Linked DNA regions of Ovis aries: region 1 is linked to region 2. Evidence: chromatin contacts called from public Hi-C data. All regions are on one chromosome and are shown on one strand. Each heading gives the region's core, a stretch centred on a gene start, on an enhancer-like site or on the middle of the called end of the contact. The rest is flanking DNA. Distances are from core to core; before and after follow the strand shown.

Evidence for each region. Hi-C and Micro-C count contacts between places; a contact is called where the count stands out from the background.
Region 1: a Hi-C map of liver shows a contact between it and region 2, with 3 times the contacts expected there. The contact joins the enhancer-like site here to the promoter of RAD51 in region 2. A contact is called at or near these places in 3 of 16 Hi-C or Micro-C datasets (liver, mixed tissues and tail adipose tissue).

The regions. Positions count from the first base shown.
Region 1 is chr7:34,533,322-34,539,010 of ARS-UI_Ramb_v3.0, reverse strand. DNAJC17 (DnaJ heat shock protein family (Hsp40) member C17) reads left to right here. Exons shown (of 12, transcript XR_006060355.2): 2 at 5,615-5,684. Among named protein-coding and RNA genes, the nearest start is that of C7H15orf62, 12 kb to the right of the region's middle. Within about 2 kb of position 4,165, at least 12 of the 54 cell types and tissues checked have an H3K27ac peak or open chromatin away from gene starts, as enhancers often do. A contact at or near this core is called in liver, where this site is marked.
Region 2 is chr7:34,458,514-34,463,694 of ARS-UI_Ramb_v3.0, reverse strand. It overlaps RAD51 (RAD51 recombinase), which reads right to left and starts at 2,674. Exons shown (of 10, transcript XM_042252290.2): 1 at 2,404-2,674.

The DNA.
Region 1 (5,689 bases), core at 2,916-5,415, 74 kb before region 2:
TCTCTCAGTTATCATTTCCTTTGTCCTTTCTTTTTTAACTTCTTTTTTTAAAATTTTTTTTATTTTTTATTTTTTTTAAGTTTTTTATTTTTTAAATTTTAAAATCTTTACTTCTTACATGCATTCCCAAACATGAACCCCCCTCCCACCTCCCTCCCCATAACATCTCTCTGGGTCATCCCCATGCACCAGCCCCAAGCATGCTGTATCCTGCGTCAGACATAGACTGGCGATTTAATTCTTACATGATAGTATACATGTTAGAATGCCATTCTCCCAAATCATCCCACCCTCTCCCTCTCCCTCTGAGTCCAAAAGTCCGTTATACACATCTGTGTCTTTTTTCCTGTCTTGCATACAGGGTCGTCATTGCCATCTTCCTAAATTCCATATATATGTGTTAGTATACTGTATTGGTGTTTTTCTTTCTGGCTTACTTCACTCTGTATAATCGGCTCCAGTTTCATCCATCTCATCAGAACTGATTCAAATGAATTCTTTTTAACAGCTGAGTAATACTCCATTGTGTATATGTACCACAGCTTTCTTATCCATTCATCTGCTGAAGGACATCTAGGTTGCTTCCATGTCCTGGCTATTATAAACAGTGCTGCGATGAACATTGGGGTACATGTGTCTCTTTCAATTCTGGTTTCCTCGGTGTGTATGCCCAGCAGTGGGATTGCTGGGTCATAAGGTCGTTCTATTTGCAATTTTTTAAGGAATCTCCACACTGTTCTCCATAGTGGCTGTACTAGTTTGCATTCCCACCAACAGTGTAGGAGGGTTCCCTTTTCTCCACACCCTCTCCAGCATTTATTGCTTGCAGATTTTTGGATCGCAGCCATTCTGACTGGTGTGAAGTGGTACCTCATTGTGGTTTTGATTTGCATTTCTCTAATAATGAGTGATGTTGAGCATCTTTTCATGTGTTTTTAACTTCTTTTTTATATTTAATTGGAGGATAATTGTTTTACAATGTTATGTTGATTTCTACTGTACATCAGTGTGAATCAGCTGAAAGTATATATATATCTCCTCCCTCTTGAGCCTCCCTCCCACCCCCCTCATCTTTTAATTTTGTCTATGATTTTTTGCTTAGATAAATTTAAAAAATTTCATTGTAAATCCATTCATTTTGTGTACGTGTACATGTGTGTGCATGTATGTGTGATTCCTTCCCTTGCTTTTATGCTTAGGAATTTCTTCCCCACACTAAAAGTAGATTAATAGTCTCATCATTTTCTTTTAGTTTGATTTTTTGTATTGAGTTTTTTTTTTTAAATCTATTTGGAATTATTTTGGTATATGGCTTGAGATGAAGAACTAACTTTTTTCACTCATTATGTTGGATTTTAGTAATACTTTTTACCATACATTGAATTTTTACCTTTATTACTGTTTGTTTCTTGGCCATGCTTATATGTTCCGTTAATCTTGTCTTTGTGCTTCACGACAAACTTTCATTAGCTCAAAGAGAACTTTAGGGTTCAAGTTCTTTGGGCTTGGAGACCCCTAAAACCTCTTTAGTCATTCATCCTGATTCATCGCTTTTGATCTTAGAAGGCTTTCCACATCTGGCCCTGCTCGTATGCACTGTGGGGCTTTTCCTTCTAATTGGTCCACTCTCTGTTTTATGAATGACACATACCTTATGAATCATGCTACATTTCTTGTATTTTCAGTGTCACACCTGAGTTACCTTTAGGTCTTTCTCTTCTCAGGCCAGTTTTGCGTTCTTTGCCTTCATGTGTGCCCTCGCTCCCGAGCATCTCTTCATCCCAAGTTTGTGTTTTTAAAACTTGTTTGTGTGAATTTTATTCTTTCCCTGGTTTTCTTCTGTTACTTTCTTTGGTCAAAGGTTTTTTTTTTTTTTTTTAAATTAAAATATTCTTTGACAAAAACATTTTTACTTCCATGTTTTATTGCAACCACGTCTCTGCCTTTTCACGTCCTTTTCTGTTCTCAGTACCTTTTCCTCATTAAAGGAAAACATATTTCTCTTCTGAGCTGGTTTGGGGCTTGAAGGGAAGTCAGGTTCTTCCACACCCTCTGTCTTGAATGCCCTTTCTGGCTCTGCTTGGAGAACTATTACTCAGCTTTCAGATCCAGCTCAGATGTTATCTCCTGTGTGAGGCCTTTAAGGCTAAAATTAACTCTCTCTCTCTTTTTTTTTCCATTCTTAGGGACCTCACTTAAGGAATCTTACAACTGTAGTATAATTCATTGTTTTCACAGCCATTTTCCTTGCTAAGCAGTGTCCTTCCTCTTCAGTGTCAGGGAAATTCCTGATTATTCTCTGTATCCCCAGCTTCAGCTCAGTCCTTCTGTATTCTCCATGCTCCATGAGTGGACCCAGGAGGTGGGGTAGATTTGGTGCTGTACCAAAGGGCTCTCAGAGAGCTCCCCTCCTATCTGTAGACATTCCTCTCCAAGAATGAATACCAGCATGCCCTTGCCTTTCTGACCTCACCTCTCCCCTTACTCACCCGGCCACTGGCATGAGACTGGTAATTTTTTTCAGTAGGATTCCTAAATACAGAATGTTCAGTTCCTCACACCTTCAAGGGGTGATTTGGAAATGGAGGCCCAGGCTAGGCCTTGAGGGGATAGAGGTCCAGGATACATCAAGTTGATTGGGGCAGTTGTGTTTGGTTATAGATGTTGAGTGTGTGGGAGGCTGGAGGGGTGGGAGTAAGATGGGGGTCCACCCAGATGGGGACTGAGGTGACCTTGGTCTAGTTATACTGTTGCTTCAAATGAAATCTGACGAGACTGTTAAAGACATTTGTCAAAGGAACATATTCTGGAAAGAGAATTGATGAGAAAACAAACTAATATTTGTAGATTAATTTCCCATTATTATATAATTAGGTTTTTTTGTTTGAACAATTTTCCTGTTTAAGTTAAAAAAATTCTGATATAGAGCATTAAAATGAAATATAAAACAGAAAGCTATTTAATATCATTCCTTTAGAATAAAGAACTATAAAGCATTCTCTAAAGCAAGAAAAGAAAATGAAGAGTGTTTTACCACCTAACCCCCTCTTGCCTCTTATTTTGCTTTCCTACTATTCCTACTATTTACTACTATTTAGTATTTCCTACTATTCCTACTATTTACTCCTTCCCTCCCTCTTATTGTCCTTTTTCGCATTTACAAAAAAGAATACGTAACACTTTAAAAGAGCTCCATGATACAAAAGAAACCATCTTCCACAAAATTCAGCCTTTGTAGGGCATGCCTGCTAATCCTGGTCCTGAGGGCAGTGTTGCAGATTGAGGCAAAAGACACCCTGTTCTCCCTTCCTCTTCCTCTCAACCAGTTCAGACACAGCGCCTGGGATCAGAGAGCGAGGAGAGGTGGGGGCAGAGAGGCAGAAACAAATCCCAGTGACTTCTGTTTGTTGGAATGATCGGGGGAAGGTCTTTGAAAAGAGGGCTGGGGAAATAGGGAAAGAACACTAGCTTTTTAGTTCTCTCTCTCTTTATATATTTTTGTATTGTTTTACTTATTGAAAAACAAAAGACACTTGTTCTCCTACATTAGCAGGTGGATTTTTTAAACTACTGAGCCATGGGGGAAACCTGCAAATATAAAGAGTATATAATAAAGGCTTGGTTTAAAGTGAAAAATAAATAAGGCCCTAGGCATAAATGGAGAAGGGAAAAGAAAGAGTAAAGGGAGGAATGACAAATGATAAGTTGCCTCAAGAGTAAAAGATGACATGTCAAATGTAAGACTGTATGAAACTGTCACCTCCTCTTCCCTTATTATTATTTTTAATGAGGAGAAGGGGGCGACAGGATGAGATGGTTGGATGGCATCACTGAGTCAGTGGATATGGGTTTGAGATAGTGAAGGACAGAGAAGCCTGGTGAGCTGCAGTCCATGGGGTGGCAAAGAGTCAGACACGACTGAGTGACTGAACAACAAATAGTGAAAAAAAAAGCTGGATTTTGTTATTGTTGGTGAAGACCTAGGTTGGGGTGAGGAGGTGAACATAAGTGGGCTGTTGGGAAGGTTAGGGGCCAGGGAGGGACTTTTACACTTTCTGCCAAAGCCTGTGCTGGGAGTGGTTCCTGCTTCCTCAGGCTCAGCCAGGAGAGCTATTAATAGATGGGCTTGCTTGCCTGGGCAAGTGAAGGTGTGGTTCCAGCTCTGGCCCAGCAGGTGGCAGCACACCCCAGAGGTCCTGGGCTAGCTGTAGCCGAAGGTGCAGCCGGCACTGGGCCACAGACCCTCCCCTGGGGGTGCTGGCTGTTTGCCTCTGGAGGCCCTTTTCTAGCACACTTTGGATTGAAATGTTTATTGGTTCCCCATAGGAAGCCTGGAGAGCCAGTCTGCTCAGCTACTGGTAGAGGTTCTGGGCTAGAGGCTTCTCCTCCCAAGAGATTTGAGCAGTAGGTAACATATACAGGCAGAGTGAGGGCAAGGCCTCAGAAAGCAGAGGATTTCTGGGTTTTGTGCTCTGAGTGGGGAATATTCAAAAGAGAACCTTGGTAGCTATGTTTATTTAGTTTTACTAATATAAAAAATAATACTTATTTTCTTTTTAATAAAGAGGTACAAAGATGAAAACTAAAAATAGACCATAGCTTTCCCACCAAGATAACCCCTGTTATCAATAAAAAAAATAATAATAAAGACTAGTTTAAGATTTGAAAATTAGAACCACAGAAAAGTATACAATGAGAAGTGAATGTTTCTTTCCCCTCCACTTTCAGCTTCTCTCCGAAAGAAACCACTGTTTCTTGTGATTGCTGTGAGGAAAAAAGGAAAACAAAGGCTTGCACATGCTTGAGTGTTTCTAACTATTTACATTTCTTTTATTTTTGGTTTATTTTAACCCCCAAATTATCATATTAATATGTACTGTTCTAAGCCCTGTTTTTTAAAACGCACTGTACCTTGAAGATACTTCCTTTTTTTTAAGTTGAGGTATAATGGACACATCACGTTGGATTAGTTTCAGGTGTAGAACATAATGATTTGCTGTTTGTCATCATACCTAATCAGTTTTCTTTCTTGTAATGAGGACTTGAGGATGTTTCTGGACAGCACATACAGACTTTTGTCTATGGCGATTTCTTAAGTGAGTCTCCTCGTTGCTGGAGACTTTGGTTGGCTTTACTTTGGGGCTTATATAAACTATGTTTTAGTGGGCATCCTTGTATATTTATTTTGGCATGCTTCTGCAAGTCCAAATTCCATAATAAGTCAAAGAGAAAGTACATTTAAAATGTTGATGGCTAAGTTTCCCTGCGGAAATGTTGCCCTGGCCTACATTACATTACACTAAGACTGTGTGAGTGCCTGTTTCTGGGTGGCTAGAGGGAATCTGCCCCTGCCAGGAGCCTCTGACATCCACAGAGGTGAGACTAGGCGCTCGGCAGGAAGCAGGCCCAACCCTGCTGCTGGGCAGCCTTCAGCTTCCTCCATAGCCTTTGCTTCCACTGAAGATCTCCACTGTGGTTGTGAGATGACTGTTTCAGTGTGGCAACCTTCCTGTAGCGATGCAGAGCCCTCCCTGGATTTCCCTTATCCCATTACCAGTGTTTTCCTGTCCATCTTGGGGTGCGAGAATGAATAACCCAATCTTGTCTCTTCCAGGTGAAGAAGGCATATAGACAGAAGGCCCTCTCCTGCCACCCAGACAAAAACCCGGATAATCCGAGAGCAGGTGAG
Region 2 (5,181 bases), core at 1,425-3,924:
CACTGAATGCACAAATGAATAAGTAACATGGAAGTACCTTGCTCAGTTTGACATCTTCCATACAAGGCCAATACAAAAGTCAGATTATTTTAATAGTTAAGATTGCACTGATTGAAAGAATGGAGAACAAAAAATTTTAATTTTCTTCATGAGGTATTAGTAAAAGCAAACAAATCTTGATGTCTACAAGGATAAATATACTTAAGTCACACCAAAATAATCTGGACAATTTAACAATCAAGATAAATTTAATTCAAAAAATAACAGGTAAGGAGTCTCCAGTCTTAGAGGCTTGACAGAAGGTGACCATTTGTTCTTGACTGGTTCAGGTGCAGTTCTCTTAGATGGCATGCTTAGCATAATGTGAGTTTATAATTCCAAATATCAGAATCATCTGAAGGCAACTTAAAGTGTCTTCCTTCATAATTTATGAAAAAGATGGCTGGAACTGTATACATAAAGCAGTAATCAAAAAGCAACAGGCTGAAAAACTGGACTATATTTAAATTTAGAAATTCCATCCATCAAAATGCTATGGCTGGGACTTCCCTGGTAGTCAAGTGGCTAAGACTCCAAGCTCCCAATGCAGGGGCTGGTGCTCAATCCCTGGTCAGGTAGCTAGATCCCACGTATAGGAACTAATACCCAGTGCAGCCCCCTCCCAAAAAAAGGCTATGGCTTCCCAGGTGGCACAGTGATAAAGAATCTACCTGCCAATGCAGGAGATGCAAGAGAAATGGGTTCAATCCCTGGGTTGGAAAGATCCCATGTACCTGGAAAATTCCACAGACAGAGGAGACTGGAGGGCTACAGTCCATGGTGTCACAAAATGTCAGAGGGCTGGGACTTCCCTGGTGGTCCAGTGGCTAAGACTCTGCACATTCCCAGTGCAGAGGGCCCAAGTTCGATCCCTGGTTGGGGAACTAGATTCCACATGCCACAACTGAGACCAAGTGCAGCCAAATAAACAATTTTAAAAAAAAAAGCCAGATGACTGAGCGACTGAAAACATCTAATCAAGACACCACTGCAAGAAAGAAAGTCAAACAATAGCGAGGGGGGAAAAATTCACCACAAATATACCTCACGGCTGATAACGAGAATATATAAAGAATTCTTGCAAACCAGCAAGAAAGACAACCCAATAAAAAATAGGCAAAAGAGATCTGAACAAGCATGTCACAAGAGAAGATACTCAAATGGTTAATAAATGTATCCACAAATGCTCAATTTCATTAATAATCAGGAAAACTAAAATTAAAACCACAAGATAATAGCTAAAATTTTAAAAGATTAACATTAACTATTAGCAAACGTGTGGAACAACTGAACACTCATTCACCGCTGGTTCGAGTGTATTGGTACTGTATTAAACATGGAAGGTGAAGACAGACAAATACTTTGACCCAGGAATTTTGCCACTCTATTATTATTATTACTATTAACCCACTGAAAAACATATACGTGTGCACTAAACTGTATGCAGGAATTTTCTCAGCCACCTTTGTCCTGAAAGCTAAAAACTAGAAATAATCCTGATATCCATCATTGGTATAATGAATAGGACTACAACAAAGCAACGAGAAAGTATTGCTAAATGCAAAGACACGAACCTACAGACAGAACGTTGAGCAAAGCCAGACACAAAAATAGTCTTTCTTTACATAAAATTCAGAAACAGGCAAAATTAATCAATGGTATTAGTAGTCAACACAGTGGTTACCTCTGGCGAGAAGGGAGAGTATTAGAGAAGGGGGCACAAGGGAGGCTCCCGGGTGATGACAGCATTCTTTCTTGATCTGAGTGGTATATTCATTTTGTAATGACTCATGAAGCTGTACACACTTTTGATCTGTGCATTTTTCTATTTGTATACTACACTTGGCTTATAAGTTTAAGAAAAAACAGCATACGTCACTACAGATCATTACCTAGACATCACGTAAAAGGTCTTCCGCATTAGAAAAAGCAAATTATCTTACTGGTAACTGGAGGTGGGTACTCTGGTAAGCAAAATTTTGTGTAATGGAAAGGGCACTGACCAGAAACCTGGAAACCGTGGTTCTGGCTTAAGAGCTGTGACTCTGTCACTACACGTCTCTGGATCTTGGATTCCTCGCGGACGCCCATTAAGTAGGTGTTGGAAATGAAGGCCTCCCAAGGTTCCTCCCAGCTCTAAACGCTAGAGTGCGCTTCTATTTTCCCCTCAGCGAACTCCGACGGTCGAAGTAGCCCGGACACGTCCCCGCTCCGCCCCGCCATTTCTGAGTTTCTCACTTGGGAGAAACAGAGGGGCCCCTAAGGCTGCGGAGCTGGGGCCCAAATCTGGGTTTAAGCCTGGGACCGGCTTATGCCGGGACTAACCTGGCGGTGGAAGGGGCTTGGTCTCCGTCTCACACTCACCTGGACCTGCCGTGCTTTGCTATTCGCTAGGGCAGGTTGCACACTCCGACTACCGTCTGCTGGACCCGCCCGCGCCCGATCCCGGACGGACTGTAGATCCCCTCGCTTGTGCCCCGCTTCTCTACTCCCTTGCTTCGGCCTTCAGCACAAAACCCAGGCGAGTTTGAGCTTCCAACTGCGCTCCTGCGGCGGGTCTCACCTCCTCTTAGGCCTCGGTCTCAAGCCGCAGCGCGCGCTCTGCCTACAGCTTTCGGAAATCCCGCCAAATCCTATTGGGCAAGGTCACGCCCGCGTCAACGTAACGTCTCCCCACCCTTCTCGGGCCCGCCTTCCAGCCGCCTCGACCACTCGTGAGATCGAGAGTTGGGCTCAAAGAACTTGAGCTTGCAGGATGTTATGGGTTCCCGTCTTCTTTTTCTCCGTTAGGACTAATCCAGAACTTGAGAGTTGCGTTTTTCTCACCCTTTACCAGATCGAGGACTACAACTCCCAAGAGGCTGTGGGCCTCCCGAGACCACATATCCCAGTATGCACCGCGGGCGGGCGACTCAGCTGTAGCTCCTCAGCCCCTCTTGGGAATAGCCAGGCTCTTGGGGACTGGTGGCTTAGACAGTAAAGAATCCGCCTACACTGAGGAAGACCTGGGTTCGATCCCTGGGTCGGGAAGATCCCCTGGAGGAGGGCATGGCAACCCACTCCGGTAATCTTGCCTGGAGAATCCCCATGGACAAAGGAGAGTGGCGGGTTACAGCCCATGGGGTGACAAAGAGTTGGACACGACTGAACGACTAAGCACAGCACTGGGAGCTCTTAATTTGTTTCTTAAGTGTCTAACCTGGGGCATTTGGCCCTTCAGGGTGCGCTGAGCCTCTAACTTAGACCAATTACGGAGTTCAGGCGCTTTCTAGGCTCTTGTAGATGGTGGAGCTGATGCCGCTGAAGTACCTGGGTGAAACTGGAACAGAAAGCTAATGGAGAGAAAGGACGGACTGAACTATTAGTCAAGCTGTGGTACTTTACTGGAAATTTGCAGGACTCTGGATTTTGAGAATGTAAATCTTTTCGTAGTTTATTAAAAGTTGATTCCAGTTTTAAAGGGTGATTAGTGTTTACTGGGCGTAGATGAGATGGAAGACATTATAAGCGAATAGCGCTGTGTGGGTATGGAAATTAACTGTGGTTAAGGAGTACTGTCTGATGAGGGAGGAAAAGTGTCTTACCAGGTGCTGAGAGTTTACGTTTATATTATTTCCATGAAGAGAAGTAGGGAGAAGGAAACGGCAACCCACTTCAGTATTCTTGCCTGGAGAATCCCAGGGACTGAGGAGCCTGGTGGGCTGCCGTCTGTGGGGTCGCACAGAGTCGGACACGACTGAAGCGACTTCGCAGCAGCAGCAGCAGCATGAAGAGTCGTATAAGACCATTATAGAACTTTGATCTTTATTCTTTAGGTAATGGGTACATCTGAAAGTTTTTAATCCAATGAATCTCATGCTTTATACCTGTTTTTTGTTCCACACCACTTTATGTTTGTGGAGTGCTTTAAAATTCATGAACTTTTTATTTAATCCTCACATGGTTACCCTGTGGCATTGAAGGACAGATTTCAGGATAGAGTAAAAACAATAGAAACTGTTATGAAGTGCTTGAAATATTTCAGGCAAGAGATTGTCGATTTAAAAAATAGTCACAACCTAAAGGTTGAGAGTTGTTTTATTTGGTGGGAATTTTTAGGACTTAACCCCAGGAGGCAGCATCTCAAGTAGCCTTGAGAGAACTGCTCCGAGGAGTCAAGGGGAGGAGCCAGGTTATATAGAAGTTCTATGACAAAGGGCAGGCAGGCTGAATATCAGAGATTATTGTTAAAGGAAACCAGATATCCCAAGTTAAGAAATTTGATGATTTTCCATGTCTGGGAAGATGCAAGAGTCTGGTGAGATCCTTGTTAATTGATATGGCAGGAAATAACTCCATTTCTCAAGATGAAGGTTTGCATTAGAGCAATGACAGAACAGATTCAGGAAGCATTCTGAAAGTAGAAGTAACCTAACTAATGATTCTAGATAGTAATTGGGGATAATCGTGAACTGCCACCCATACCAGAGATACACACCTTCATGCCTATTCTTCACATACTCTCCTTAGAACATCTGCAAACCCACAGCCCCTCTTGGCTGTGTGATGATACATGACTTTGACCTCTCATTAAAATAGAATTCCTGTGGCTGTGTGGATGTCAAACCAAAGAAAACCCATTTGCAGAAAGGTTAAGAAATTGAGATAAGGAAGTGGGAGAGAGTTAAACAGAAAGAAACTGTTTTGAAATCTGACTGCTTCCCAGATCTTTCCAATTTCTCAGGGAACCTGCAGCACTTAATGCTCTTGAGGTCCATGAGATAGCTCTACATTCCAATAATCTTCCTACATTCCAGTAATCTTTTTTTTCTGGCTTAAACAAATGAGTAGTTTTATGTTCCTTTCCTCCAAGACAACCAACTAAGCTGGAAGTAGATTTCTTACTAAATCAATCAGCAATTCATGAGAATATCTATAAATGTGTAATTGAAGTTTTGAATATATATATCCTAAGTTACAAGGTAAGTGACCAATCTGAAATCTCAAGGAGGCAACTTCCAAGTTTTGAAACCAAAACTTAATCAGCAGAAATCTGATCATTTGTTCAAGAATATGATCTCATTAGCATAATCAACCTGGAGCACAAAAAAGGAAATCTAGAACAAGAAATCCCATGTCACATCCAAATGATCTATTTGAGTA